Linked DNA regions of Astyanax mexicanus: region 1 is linked to region 2. A link is a contact called in public Hi-C data. All regions are on one chromosome and are shown on one strand. The core of a region is the stretch at or near the end of the contact, and the rest is flanking DNA. Distances in the headings are between cores, read along the strand shown. Region 1 holds the start of fbxo18 (F-box DNA helicase 1). Region 2 holds the start of parp12b (poly (ADP-ribose) polymerase family, member 12b).

Evidence for each region. A called contact is a pair of places that touch in the nucleus more often than the background predicts.
Region 1: a contact with region 2 is called in a Hi-C map of muscle, with 16 times the contacts expected there. The contact joins the promoter of fbxo18 here to the promoter of parp12b in region 2. A contact is called at or near these places in 2 of 3 Hi-C or Micro-C datasets (both in muscle).

What each region holds. Positions count from the first base shown.
Region 1 is chr2:7,140,359-7,146,809 of AstMex3_surface, reverse strand. It overlaps fbxo18 (F-box DNA helicase 1), which reads right to left and starts at 2,508. Exons shown (of 21, transcript XM_022671866.2): 1 at 2,254-2,508; 2 at 1,037-1,201. The coding sequence starts at 2,272.
Region 2 is chr2:7,002,102-7,008,204 of AstMex3_surface, reverse strand. It overlaps parp12b (poly (ADP-ribose) polymerase family, member 12b), which reads left to right and starts at 2,405. Exons shown (of 8, transcript XM_007252379.4): 1 at 2,405-2,833; 2 at 5,907-6,042. The coding sequence starts at 2,505.

The DNA.
Region 1 (6,451 bases), core at 1,259-3,758, 140 kb before region 2:
ACTTTGATACAGACCAAAACATAACACACAATGCATCTCAACACCCTTGAAAGTACCATAAGTGGTCTCAGTTGTAGTTTAACCTGGTATACTACCCAGATAATTAAGACCATTGTGAACAATGTCACCCCTGCTGCTGCTCCATATAAAACTGCACAGAAATATGCTCTAGTTCAGAACACAGGACCTTTTTACTGTATCTGGTTTCTTGCCTGGCACGTTGTGATGCATTATAGTGCACTTGCATTTTTCACTGTGTAAAACAAACCAAACCCAGTGGAAGAGTTAAGCTACCCTAACAACGCAAACAGCACATGTTAATTGTAAAAGTCTGACTAATTTCTTAGTCAGCTAACCCTAGTGTAATGGTTTACTGGTTTAAGGTAGATTTAGTTTAGACTTAGCTCAATAGAATTTCAATATTTTCACATGAGACAACCAACTTCTCCTTTTCAAAGTTCTGTCAAGGCAACATCAGCCAAAAGCTTTTGAAGAACAGTAACTGTCTATTCTGTTACATCAGCACTGTACTTGATTACTTTCAGGGCTATGAGAAATTACTGGCAATATGACAGCACAAGGAACCAAATGTAAGATTTTTTTCTTGGTAAAAATTACAATAACCACCATTTTGTTCATAACAAGCATAAAAAAAGTTGTTCTTCTCAGTAGCTAGCTATTTTCAGCTCCTCATCAAAGAGGAATTAAGTAATGACAATAATAATTAACTGCTGCACAATCTGCCCCCTTTCTGAAGACTTTTGATATCACAATAGTTATGATACGATAGTTAATCAGCAGTTAGGTTACTGAACTTTTGCATACCACTGCTATAACCTATATCTGTATAAGGTTCTTGAAGGGTTTTCACGATTCTTAGGGGGATGATTTCACCCTTCCCCTTGTAACTCTGTTACACTCTAAAACAAGGGTTAAGGGTACAAAAGAGAAATGGGATGGGGCCAAAGATACTGGTTGAATTTCTTGAACTAAGTACTTAGCCAACTGTGTGTCACATATACATACATACACATACCTCTTCTTCTTCTTCTTTTAGTGGGAGTCCTTGGTTGCATCCCACGATTCGGGTCACCGTTGTTAAGGTTGACAGTGAAAGGCTGGGTGATCGACTGGCTGCCAGTTTTGCTTTGGCTCAAACTGTGGCACTCAGAAGCACTGAGGTGCCTGCGTTTGGCCTTTCCTAAATCATCAGAGAAACAGAATTAATAATATTAAGAAGAATGAATAGACAGATCTGTACTGAAGCTTCATTTTCATATAAATGAAGATATGTATCTTATATATTTTACTGTTGTGCATTTCCTGACACCTCTGTTCTGTCCTCTGCAATACTAAAACATTGCAAATTTCCCCCATTGTGTGATTAACAAAGGCTTATCTTATCTCTTACTCATCTTAATTTATCACACTTTTCACTCAATTCATCAAGGCATTCTATCAATTTAATAAATCTTTTCTTAAATTCATTCTCTTAAATCAAGACATTTTCCTTTAATAAAAAAATCTATTTGGTCAATTTAATACATAGTTTCCTCTCAAATGAATAAACATACAACCGTTTTCCACTAGGGCTGCAACTAATGATTATTTTGGTGGTCGACTAATTTGATTATTATTTTTTTGATTAGTCGATTAGTCACCGATTATTTCTGCCATTTCCTCCATCTCTAAAACCAATAGAAACAGCTGAAGATGACTTTTAAAGGCATTTAAATGTCTAGATGTTGTTTAAATGTGCAAAATACTGATATTCAGTGAGTAAGTTAAATATGTTATGTTGGATATGATCCATTTACACATTTCACATTGAATTTTTGTCATCAACACTTTGTGTTATGCGGGACTGTTATAAATGAACGATTAGTCGACAATGAAATTTGTAGTCGACAAATTTAATTAATCGACCCTGTCGATTATATCGACTAATAGTTGCAGCCCTATTTACCACACACACAAACATACATATAAGCAAGCACAAACAGCATACATACACACACAAACAAGCAAGCAGGCTAGGTTAGCTAGTTTTACCTCTCTTACTTTAAAACATTTAACTCGATAATTTATTTAATATACGAAACATTAAATCAGTCTAATGTAGGCAGAACTGCAGCATGTTTAGCTGCTGTAGAGGTTTTATTAGAGAGTGAACGCTAGCTGGGTTAGCGTTGGCTATACAGAAATACAGCCTGTAGCTACAGGTATCTGTGTATCTGTGAGCGAGTGAAGCACCTCTGGAGGCCGACTCCATGGCTGAATAAACTCCGCACACAGTCCGCACACTGCACGCTCAATACCGGTTTAAAGGGCCTGTGAGCATCGCCGCGTTATCCCATCGATGCGTCCGCTGTTTCTGTTTAGAAAAGTATTCTCTTAAAGTAAAATAAACGAAGTTAAAGGGCGCTTTAAACTCCCTCACTGCGGAGCTTCTCGCACCGTGAGACTATCGCTTTGTAAACTTCCGGTCCATTTCCACAATAAATTCACAGTAAAAGTCCTGTTTCTAAAAACAGAAGAACACATTTTTATTTAAAAGTAATTACGAATAACTCCAGTGTTGTAAAACGACAATATATATGTAGCAAACATATTTAAACAATAACACAAGATTTTTTATATATATATATATATATATATATATATATATATTTTGCACAAGTAAAAGCACTAGATGGCAGTAATGTCTTCTCAGGGTACTAAGTACAGGCTAAGATTTTGCAAAGACTGGGGATCTTATCCATGACCTAGTAATAAAGTTGTGCATTTAAATAAAATAATAGCGTACTTGAACTATATGCGGAATAATTAAAGTATACTTTTTCTACTTTTTCAAACATTTAGTATTTTAGAAAACTTTTTTTAAAGTATACTTTATTTGGCTGTGCAAATTTTTTACTGGTGATGTAATAAAAAAATATATGCTTAGTATTATTTAACGAAACTGTGCTTTTTATGATTAAAAATATGCTTTAACTGAATATGTCCTAGGAGCCTATATTATAACCAACCCTTGCACATAGACCACTGAGGTGGGTCAATCTGTAGTCCTCGTATGGCTTTTTCCTTGTAAGGAAAATGAATGGGCTTTTTTAAAAAAAGCTCTATCACATTCTGTGGTAAATAAATATGTTCAGAACCCTGTACGTTTTATTCTGTGTACATTTTACTCCTAAACTTCACTTTTGAGATCGTTTAATTAAGAGTTGTGATTAGAAAAATGTTAGCTTTAAGCTAATGCTACAGTGCAGCTGCAGAGATCGGCAGGGGAGTCTTTTCGGCGCAACACCAGCGTATGTTTCTACCATATTAAACCCAGCTGATCCAACTACTGAACTAACTGCCCTCACTGAGGAGAGCTGAGACCAGTTTTAAACACTGTAACACGTTTTACGCGGTGAAATAAATTAGAGATGTTTGTGTTTCTGGCTCGTTGTTTTAGTACATTAAGCTACGTTAACATTTGTTCTTATAATAGGTTTCAGTGGGAAAAAAATACACATATCTTTTTATATGAAGTATTTTAGACTCTATGGTTCTTAAGTTAGCTGGGTTAGCTCTGTGGTTCTGGAGTAACTTTGTCCTGCTAGTTTTTTACTTAGCTTGCCTCAGCGAGGGCAGATAGTTAGTTGATTAGTTAGTTGTTAGGTGATTATTTGGGTCAGGTGTGTTTTAATTAGTATAAACTAATGACCGTAATTTAATGCTAAAATGAACTGAACTGAGAACCACTTTCTCTTATTATCTGCCTTTTAAAGCTCTAACACAGACTACACTGCTCAACATCACCATACTAAAATACTTTTTTTACCTCTCTGAATGCTTTAATGATCCTCTACCCACTTTGGGTACTTAGTTTCATAGGGGATTGATATTTCTTCTGTGTCAGTGGTCCACATTTTGCTCTATCCCTTTGTGTGAGTTGAGACTGAAAAAAAAACAAGACTGGACTGTCTGGGGAGGCTAGGGATTGGTTTCAGAGCCCCCTGTACCATGGCACTGCTCCAAAGAACCCTTTTTTACAAAACAGGTTTAGGATGACAAGTACTGGAGTAGCTTTTCATTTATACACTCTCACTTAAACTCATGGTAATTAGGTCTGTATGAGCAAAACATCAACAAAGTTCACTTAACTGTAGAAGGTGAAATTCCACCAATTGTTCTAAATTGGCATAATCCAATGGCTATGACGTAAACAAAGTCATTGAGAGTGGTTTGTTGTGAAATGGTTCACCGTAGAGAAAAAAGAAAACAGTCCTAAGAGCCACTTAACTCCAAACCATATAGCTGAAATGTGTTCCTTTTACGTAATGAACGATAGCAGTCCTGCTTAGTCTCTGCAGCCCCTCTCAGGTTCAACTGTGCTATGGACTCCTGCCCAGTTTATAAACCCATACATCACACAGAGCCCCTCTCAAACAACCCCTACCAATTTTTTTTGCCTTTTTCAAATTTGAGCTGAGGGTGGAGTCAGCAGAAATCAGGGGGTTTAGTGCCACTTTAATGTCTACACTTTAAATGCAGCCCTCGTATTTACTATCCAAAACCACTAGTGAATCTACACTTTACATTTTATATTTAATGATGATCCGGATAAAACAGTGGGCAATCAGAAAAGCATGCTTTCTTTTTGTATTATTAAATTATATTTCAAGCCAAAAAGTCATTAATCATTCTTTCGGGATTCTTGACAGGATTTCGGCTCTTGCTCATGAATATTCATACATGCAAACATAACGTTTTAAAATAAAGACATTTTTACACTAACAGTCTTTGCAATGTTATATGTTATATATGTTATGTTACAACAAGTGCAGTTCAGCCACTGACCTAGTCTTAGAGTCTCTGTAAAATGCAAAATCCACTGGAGATTCTGTGTAAACCTAGTTACTTACACACAGAGGTGGGTAGTCCAGGTCCAGAAAGTAAAATGTTTTACATTAAACTAGTGTAAACAGAATTGTTCTAATATACACACCTACCTATCTCAGTTGTACTTCGCTGGTGGTGTTCCATAGACACACAGCTCTGCCTGTGGGCGGTTGCGAGCCAAGGTGGGCGTGGCCATGAATACCAATTCACAGGTTGACGTAGACACGTTGCTTTTCCTGATCAACTAATTTTTCTGAGCATTTTCTTTTACTTGCTACTGCAGAAAATGGAGGTTTAGGAAGAGTTTCATGTGCAGCATCCATATACAACTCAGAGAGACATATTGTATTTTACAAAGAACAAGAAAAATTGGATTTTAGCGGAAGGACAAGTTTAGTTCATAGGCAAAAGTTTTATTGTGATATTGAGTGAATCTCGGATTTAATTCCTAACAAACAATTAGGTTTTGAAAATCGATAATATTCTGTTTTTATAAATGATGTGGGAAAATCTAGTCCCTTGTAATGTAACACTACTAAACTACATCTAGTAGTTTCTAAGTCAGTGTTGTTTGTTAAAAGTTGTGGCTATGCGTGCTTGTGCCAAATTATTTTTGGACAAATTTTCCATTTTTAGATTCTGGTGAACACCTCCAGTCCTCAGAGCAAATAAGAAAAGGTGTTGTGTCCTCCAGCAGCTCTCCCAGCAGAACTTCAGCTCTGTCTTTAGTTTTCATCTTCAGCAGCAGATGCTGCAGGCTAAAGCCCGGTGCTTATTTAATCTCACAGGTACTGTAGCTCCTTTATCCCGCCTGCCTGAACCCTCCCCTGCCTCCCACTTGGCAGCTTTTCTTCTTTGCCGAGAGCACAACTGAGTTATTGTATTACTCTTATCCTTGTTAATACTCACAACACCTACATCAACGTAACTTTTTTCCGCTTTGCTCTTTTTCCTCCTTTTCTTTGTTTTGTTCTTTTTTGGTTCTTGACTATATTTTCTTTTTATTTGTTCTTGCCTAATTTTATTGATTTTGATTGATTATTGACAGATATTGACAGTTTTTTTGGGCTGTTTATGACATGCATGCTCTGATACCGCTTAGTAAAACAGCTTTGGCTGTTAAAATGCCTTTCATATACTTACTTACTCAATATAGCTGTAGTGCTTTATCGTGTGCAATATTCTATTTACAATGTGTCCTGTGATCTCTTTATCACCATTTGTGCAATATGTTTAACGGGCAATATTTTTCTTACCTTCCCATCTATGATTTATTTGCTATTTATTCACTGTTAGTCCTTGTGCAATAATACTGGTCACAACCTACCATAATCATATCTGCTCTGACCTTATCTTAGCTGCACTAGATGTATATATTTTTCTTTATTATATTTTTTGTAATCTTTTGAATGTATAGATTTATTGTTATTTGTTTATATATTTTCCTGATATTTTTCTCTCCTTTTCTCTGTGCTGCTGTAACATTGCAAATTTCCCCATTGTGGGATTAATAAAGGATTATTTTATGTTATCTTATCTTATCTTAAATGCCTTATTAGTT
Region 2 (6,103 bases), core at 1,156-3,655:
TTATTTTTAAACACTTTGTCAATTAATGATTTTCTGCCCTACCTATAAACCATTCTTTAAGTGTTTGGTTGAAATAAAATAATGATTTAATTTTGCACATCCTACTTATATTTGAATGCTTGAAAGATGGCTCCATTTAACTAATAAATATCTTTTTTCATTATTCCAGCGAGTTTAGACTATGAAAACCATCCAAGTGTTTCAGGGCACTTATTTAAAATTGTGTTCTAGCTATAATCTTGTATTATTATACTCATGTTCATTTCATGGTCTGCTTAAGTATATTCTAAATAGTAAAATTTAAATTGTCCTGTATCACCCCCTGCTGGGCCAGCTGTATATCACATATACATGTATTACCACACTGCTATTATTAGCTTTGTGAAACTGAAGTATGCTTCACACAAGATGATAATGATCGAATGATGATTTTCTATTTTATATACATAATTACACTGTAATTGTTTAGTTACAGTTAATTGAATATAGTTTTTAATCATAACTCGCTTACAGTACTTTCCCAGTATTTCTATGAAATGTATTTTAAGCAATAGGTTTTAATTCCCCTTATTACCCCCTGTTCTTCGTTAACAAGGGTTTACAAACATAATATTAAATATTATTTTAAAACACTTTAAAAATAAGAAGCTAATTATTTATTTATATTAATAGTTAGAAAATTATTTTAAAACAAATGTTTTTAAAACTGTCTTGTAGCTAAGATCTTTTATTAACATATTAATACTGTATACTGTACACACTGCATTTCCATAAATGCATTTTAAGCTATATCTATTCAATTAAAATTTAACAAAATTATACTTTACTGCCATGTAAATTAAAGTGTATTATTTAAAAATACAATTTAAATACTGAGTGGTACAGCGGGCTAAGCGCTGCCACAATGATCAGGAGATAGCTGGTTCGAATCCTGTTCATGCAGCTTGCCATCAGGTGCCGGAGCCCCGAGAGAGCACAATTGGCCTTGCTCTCTCTGGGTGGGTAGATGGTACTCTTTTCTCTCATCATTCCTAGGGTGATGTTGATCAGTACAGGGCCTCTTTGACCTGATATGTCGAAACTGAGTCGCTACTCGGCAATGCTGCATCAGCGGCAGTTAAAAAATATAAATATTTATTTTTTATTATTATTGTGGCGTGGAAGAGGAAGGAAGACTCGCGAGACTCATGTTGAATACTCAACAACTCCTATATTGAAGAAGCTTTCCACTCACTTATAGTCTTTAACAAGACTAGGAGAGCTAAAACCATTCTACCCAAATAGGCCACCAACCGAACCAAGTGACTAAACTCACTACTCACTTACTTTATGGTGAGTGCCCTAAACAGCATCCATCTGCATGGCCCCTCCCCATACCCTAGGTTACGGGGGAGGTACCAACTACGTAGGCTAGAGCAACACAGCACACATAGCACAACAGAACACATAAGGCCACACACACAGAAGAACAGAAACATGCCTACAGGCAGCCACACACACAACCCAGAGCCGCCACATTATTATTATATTAATGACTGACGACTCAAAAAGTCGTGTAATGTGAACCTGGCATAACTCACCACAACAGCAGCGGACTGGTATTTTGAAGGTGCTGTAACTATAGACAGGTATACATAGATGCCGCATGTGGCCGCCATATTGGATGGGTCTTCCACGCGCCCCCAGTGAATTCGTACTGAGGAAGGTGTTTAATATAACGATAATAATTACAACTCTACCCAATTTTACCCGATTCTCACACGGATGATGCAGGACGCTGTCACACATTACAAATACGTGCTTTATGCTGAAATACTTTGTATTATGCTCTTTAACAAAGACAGACATGTGGTATGGCATATTGATAAGCGCATAAATTAATTGATTTGATATGTACACACACACATATGTATACACACACATAATACGTTTCCTGTATTGCCTTGAAATGTATTTAAGCAATAAGTATTAAATCCCTCCATTACCCCGGTAATTCGTTTTCAAGGGTTTACAGGTTTAACATAAAATATATTTTTTAATCCACTTAAAACAAAAGGAACTTAAAAATAGATGTCGCCGCACGTGGCCGCCATATTGGATGGGTCTTCTATGCGACTCCAGTGCATTTATTTTTACTGAGGTACGTGTTTAATACACTTATATAAACTTATGACAGCATCCTGTATCATTACTACATCTCTGCTGTTTGTAACAAACCAACCCATGTAAAAATCAGGTAAAAATGGGTAGAGTAGTAATTATTAGGTGCACCTTTCCTCAGTAGAAATAAATGCAGTGGTGGCGCTTGGGAGACCCAACCAATATGGCGGCCACGCTGATACGCCAGGATGCAGGCTATTGGCATCTATGTATATATGTCTATACTCCTATCCACTGACTTCACACAGAGAGAGAGCTGCTTTCTTTTACTGTGAAACGAGAGTATCTGCAGGAGGAGGAGGTGAGGAAGGTGAAGGAGGGTTTGTGCAGGAGCTGAGGAGAACATGTCGAGCTATTCGAGGGTAATTCACCACGCCACTAGTGTTTTATGCGGCCATAAAGGCTCCATGGACCTGGCGCAGCTGCACAGGAAGGTCAGCCAGCGCTTCGACATTAACGAGGAGGATTTCTGGTACATAGTGCAGAAATGCCCGCGGTTCTCCGTGGTCCGGAACGGACAGAAGGCGGAGAGCTGGGAGGCTGGATACATTATCGTGGCTAAAACCTCCATCCGCCTGTGTAAAAACTACGCTAAACAGGAGTGCTTCGGCTGCCAGGACCTGCACCTCTGTAAATATTATGTGTACGGGAACTGTCGGTACGGAAAAGGAAGGTAAGAACACCGGAGAACCAGAGAACCCAGCCGTGTTTACTGTAGGAGGAGAGAGAGAGGAAAGGGGCTGGGCAGTCTAGTCCTGCCTTGTTTTGTTCTGTCCTTTAAGCTAAATGTATGTATATACAGGTGCTGGTCAACGAATTAGAATAATTTGAAATAGTGCAATAATGAAATTCTTTGAATGCATTTTTTGTGCAGAAAGCAAATCAGGTGTTCACCGCACCTGTCCTACTCGTTCGACTAATCACAGAACTCGTTACCTGGAAAAAATTTGCTCAGCTGAGCTTTCCAAAAGGCCCATTTAGGCCATTTAACTGTGACACTGTTGTTTTATTGAATTACAATAATTGAGAAACCGTTTCATTGAATTAGAATAATTTTTATTATAATTACAATCATCACTTTCTCAGTATTTTGTGGCTGCCCCCTTGGCTTGTATGACTGCCTGAAGTCTCCGCGGCATCGATTTGACCAGCTTGTCGCAAGTTTCCGCACTCACAGCTTCCCAGGCAGTGGCGATGTTCTGCTTCAGTTGGTCCAGCGTAGTAGGCTTTCTGTCGCGAATTTTCCGCTTGACGATGGCCCAAAGGTTTTCAATGACATTGAGGTCAGGCGAGTTGGCCGGCCATGCCAAAACTTCAAGCTGTTTTTTAGTGAACCAATCTTTGGTCGACTTTGCCGCATGAGCCGGTGCAAGATCCTGTTGAAATATGAAGTCTTCTTCGCCGAACTGTTCCTCAACAGTCGGAATCAGGAACGTTTCCAGAACATCTTGATATACGGCAGCATTGACAGTCATGAAGCAGAGTTTCCCTACACCTCGAGCGGACATGCATCCCCAGACCATAACGCTCTGGGGAAACTTGACGGATCTTTTCACGCACTCGTGGTTGTAGGTTTCGCCACCACGACGCCAGACACGAGGACCTTGGTCACCGAAGGAGATGCAGAAGCGTGATTCGTCACTGAAGACCACTTTCTGCCAGTCTTCAGCAGTCCACTCGCCGTGTTCTTTGGCCCACTTCAGCCGTTTCTCCATTTGTTTCTTGTTCAGCATCGGTTTTACTGCTGGAACGCGAGATTTGAAGCCGAGTTCGCGCAGACGACGGTAAGTGGTTGATCTGGAGACGTCAGCGCCGGTCTGCTTGTTCGACTAGTCGGTGAGCTCGGAAGTGGACTTGAACCGGTTGCTGACTGCGATCTTTCTCAGCTGCTTGTTGTCGCGAGCAGAAGTTTTTCGGACGCCGGAACAGTTGGTGCGCTTGCTGCAGTTTTTCTTGAGAGCTTTGCAGACGGAAGACTGGCTGATGCCGAGCTGCTCAGCAATTTTAGTTTGGGTCAAGCCTTGTTGGCGAAGGGCTTGAATTTGAGCCACTATTCCGGTTGAGAGGTCGCGCTGCTTACCCATGATTGATTTTACAACTTAGAAATTCTACTCACCCTAACTACTAACCCTGACTTTATACTGCACAGTGAACACTCTTCACAGAAAACAAAAATTCGAGCATTTATTCTAATTCAATGAAACGGTTTCTCCATTATTCTAATTCAATAAAACAACAGTGTCACAGTTAAATGGCCTAAATGGGCCTTTTGGAAAGCTCAGCTGAGCAAATTTTTTTCCAGGTAACGAGTTCTGTGATTAGTCTAACGAGTAGGACAGGTGCAGTGAACACCTGATTTGCTTTCTGCACAAAAAATGCATTCAAAGAATTTCATGATTGCACTATTAAAAATTATTCTAATTCGTTGACCACCACCTGTGTGTGTGTGTATATATATATATATATATATATATATATATAAGAGACCACTTCATTTTCTGAATCAGCTTCTCTGATTTGGCTATTTATAGGTATATGTTTGAGTAAAATGAACATTGTTGTTTTATTCTATAATAAAACAGAACATTTAGCTTAGAGCATTTATTTGCAGAAATTGAGAAATGTCTGAAATAACTAAAAAAAGATGCAGAGCTTTCACAAATCAATATCCTGTGTTTTTATCACAGTTTTTATGCATCTTGGCAAGTTCTCCTCCATCAGTCTTGCACACTGCTTTTGGAAGTTCAAGCAGTTCAGTTTGATTTGATGGCTTGTGATCATCCATCTTCCTCTTGATTAATTATATTCCAGAGGTTTTCAGTTTGGTAAAATCAAAGAAACTCGTCATTTTTAAGTGGTTTCCTTTTTCTCACATATAAACATACATTTTAGGGGCTGTTATTTCTGCAAAAAATATTGATCTTTTTTCTGTTGGCGAGCCCAAATTTTTGCACCTGCCTAATTTTTAAGTTTAAAGAATTATTGCACACTTTCTGTAAATCCTATACACTTTATTTCACATCTCAAATATCACTGTGTTCAAGCTGTTCAAGCATTGGGGTGGTAGCAAACAAATTGCAAAGACTGTTTAGTTTGTAACTCATTTTATTTACATTTTACAATATGTGCACTTTAGCGCACAAGAGCAGATGATGAAAAATAAAGCTCCACAGAATTTTAATTGTATTGCAATGCCATTTACAGTGCCCTCTAAAAGTATCGGAACACTGAGGCCAATGCCATTATTTCTGCTGTAGAATGAAAACTGCCCTAACAAGGCAGATTTGAGTAGGGGTGGGCGATATGGACCTAAAATGGTATCACAATATTTCAGAGTGTTTTTTTTTTGTAATACCTATATTTTTGACAATATGACAAAACAGGGATTTTATTCATTTCAAGAAAATACTACTGCAACACAAAATAAATAAATATTTTAATATAAATATAAGACTACATTCAATGCATTAAGTTGAAAAATATTTCCTAAACAGTAATTTACGAATACTTTGATATTGTATAAAACATTAATAGTGTGTATATAATGTATAATTTTGATTTTTGGTGTATTTTAAAATACATCATAGATAAAATAGTTGTGTGTATGTTTCACTTCACTTCACTTCTGAAACATGTCATTTGACCAGTGCTGTACAAGATTACATAGTCCAAATTTAGCACAATGTACATATGGAGGTAATTTGATGTCTCTCCTGCTGTCACTGTGTGTGTGTGTCCCCATTTAGGAAGGAGTGCAGGTTCTCACACAGTATTCAGTCTGAGCATAATTACCCCCTGCTCCGAGAGTGCACTCTTCACGAGCTTCATGAGGAAGACCTCTTCCTCCTCCTGCTGCAGAACGATCCCTCCCTGCTGCCGGAGGTGAGAGCACACTTCCCTAAACACACATCTACTCAGTCAGCAGGCAACCATGCAGACTTCT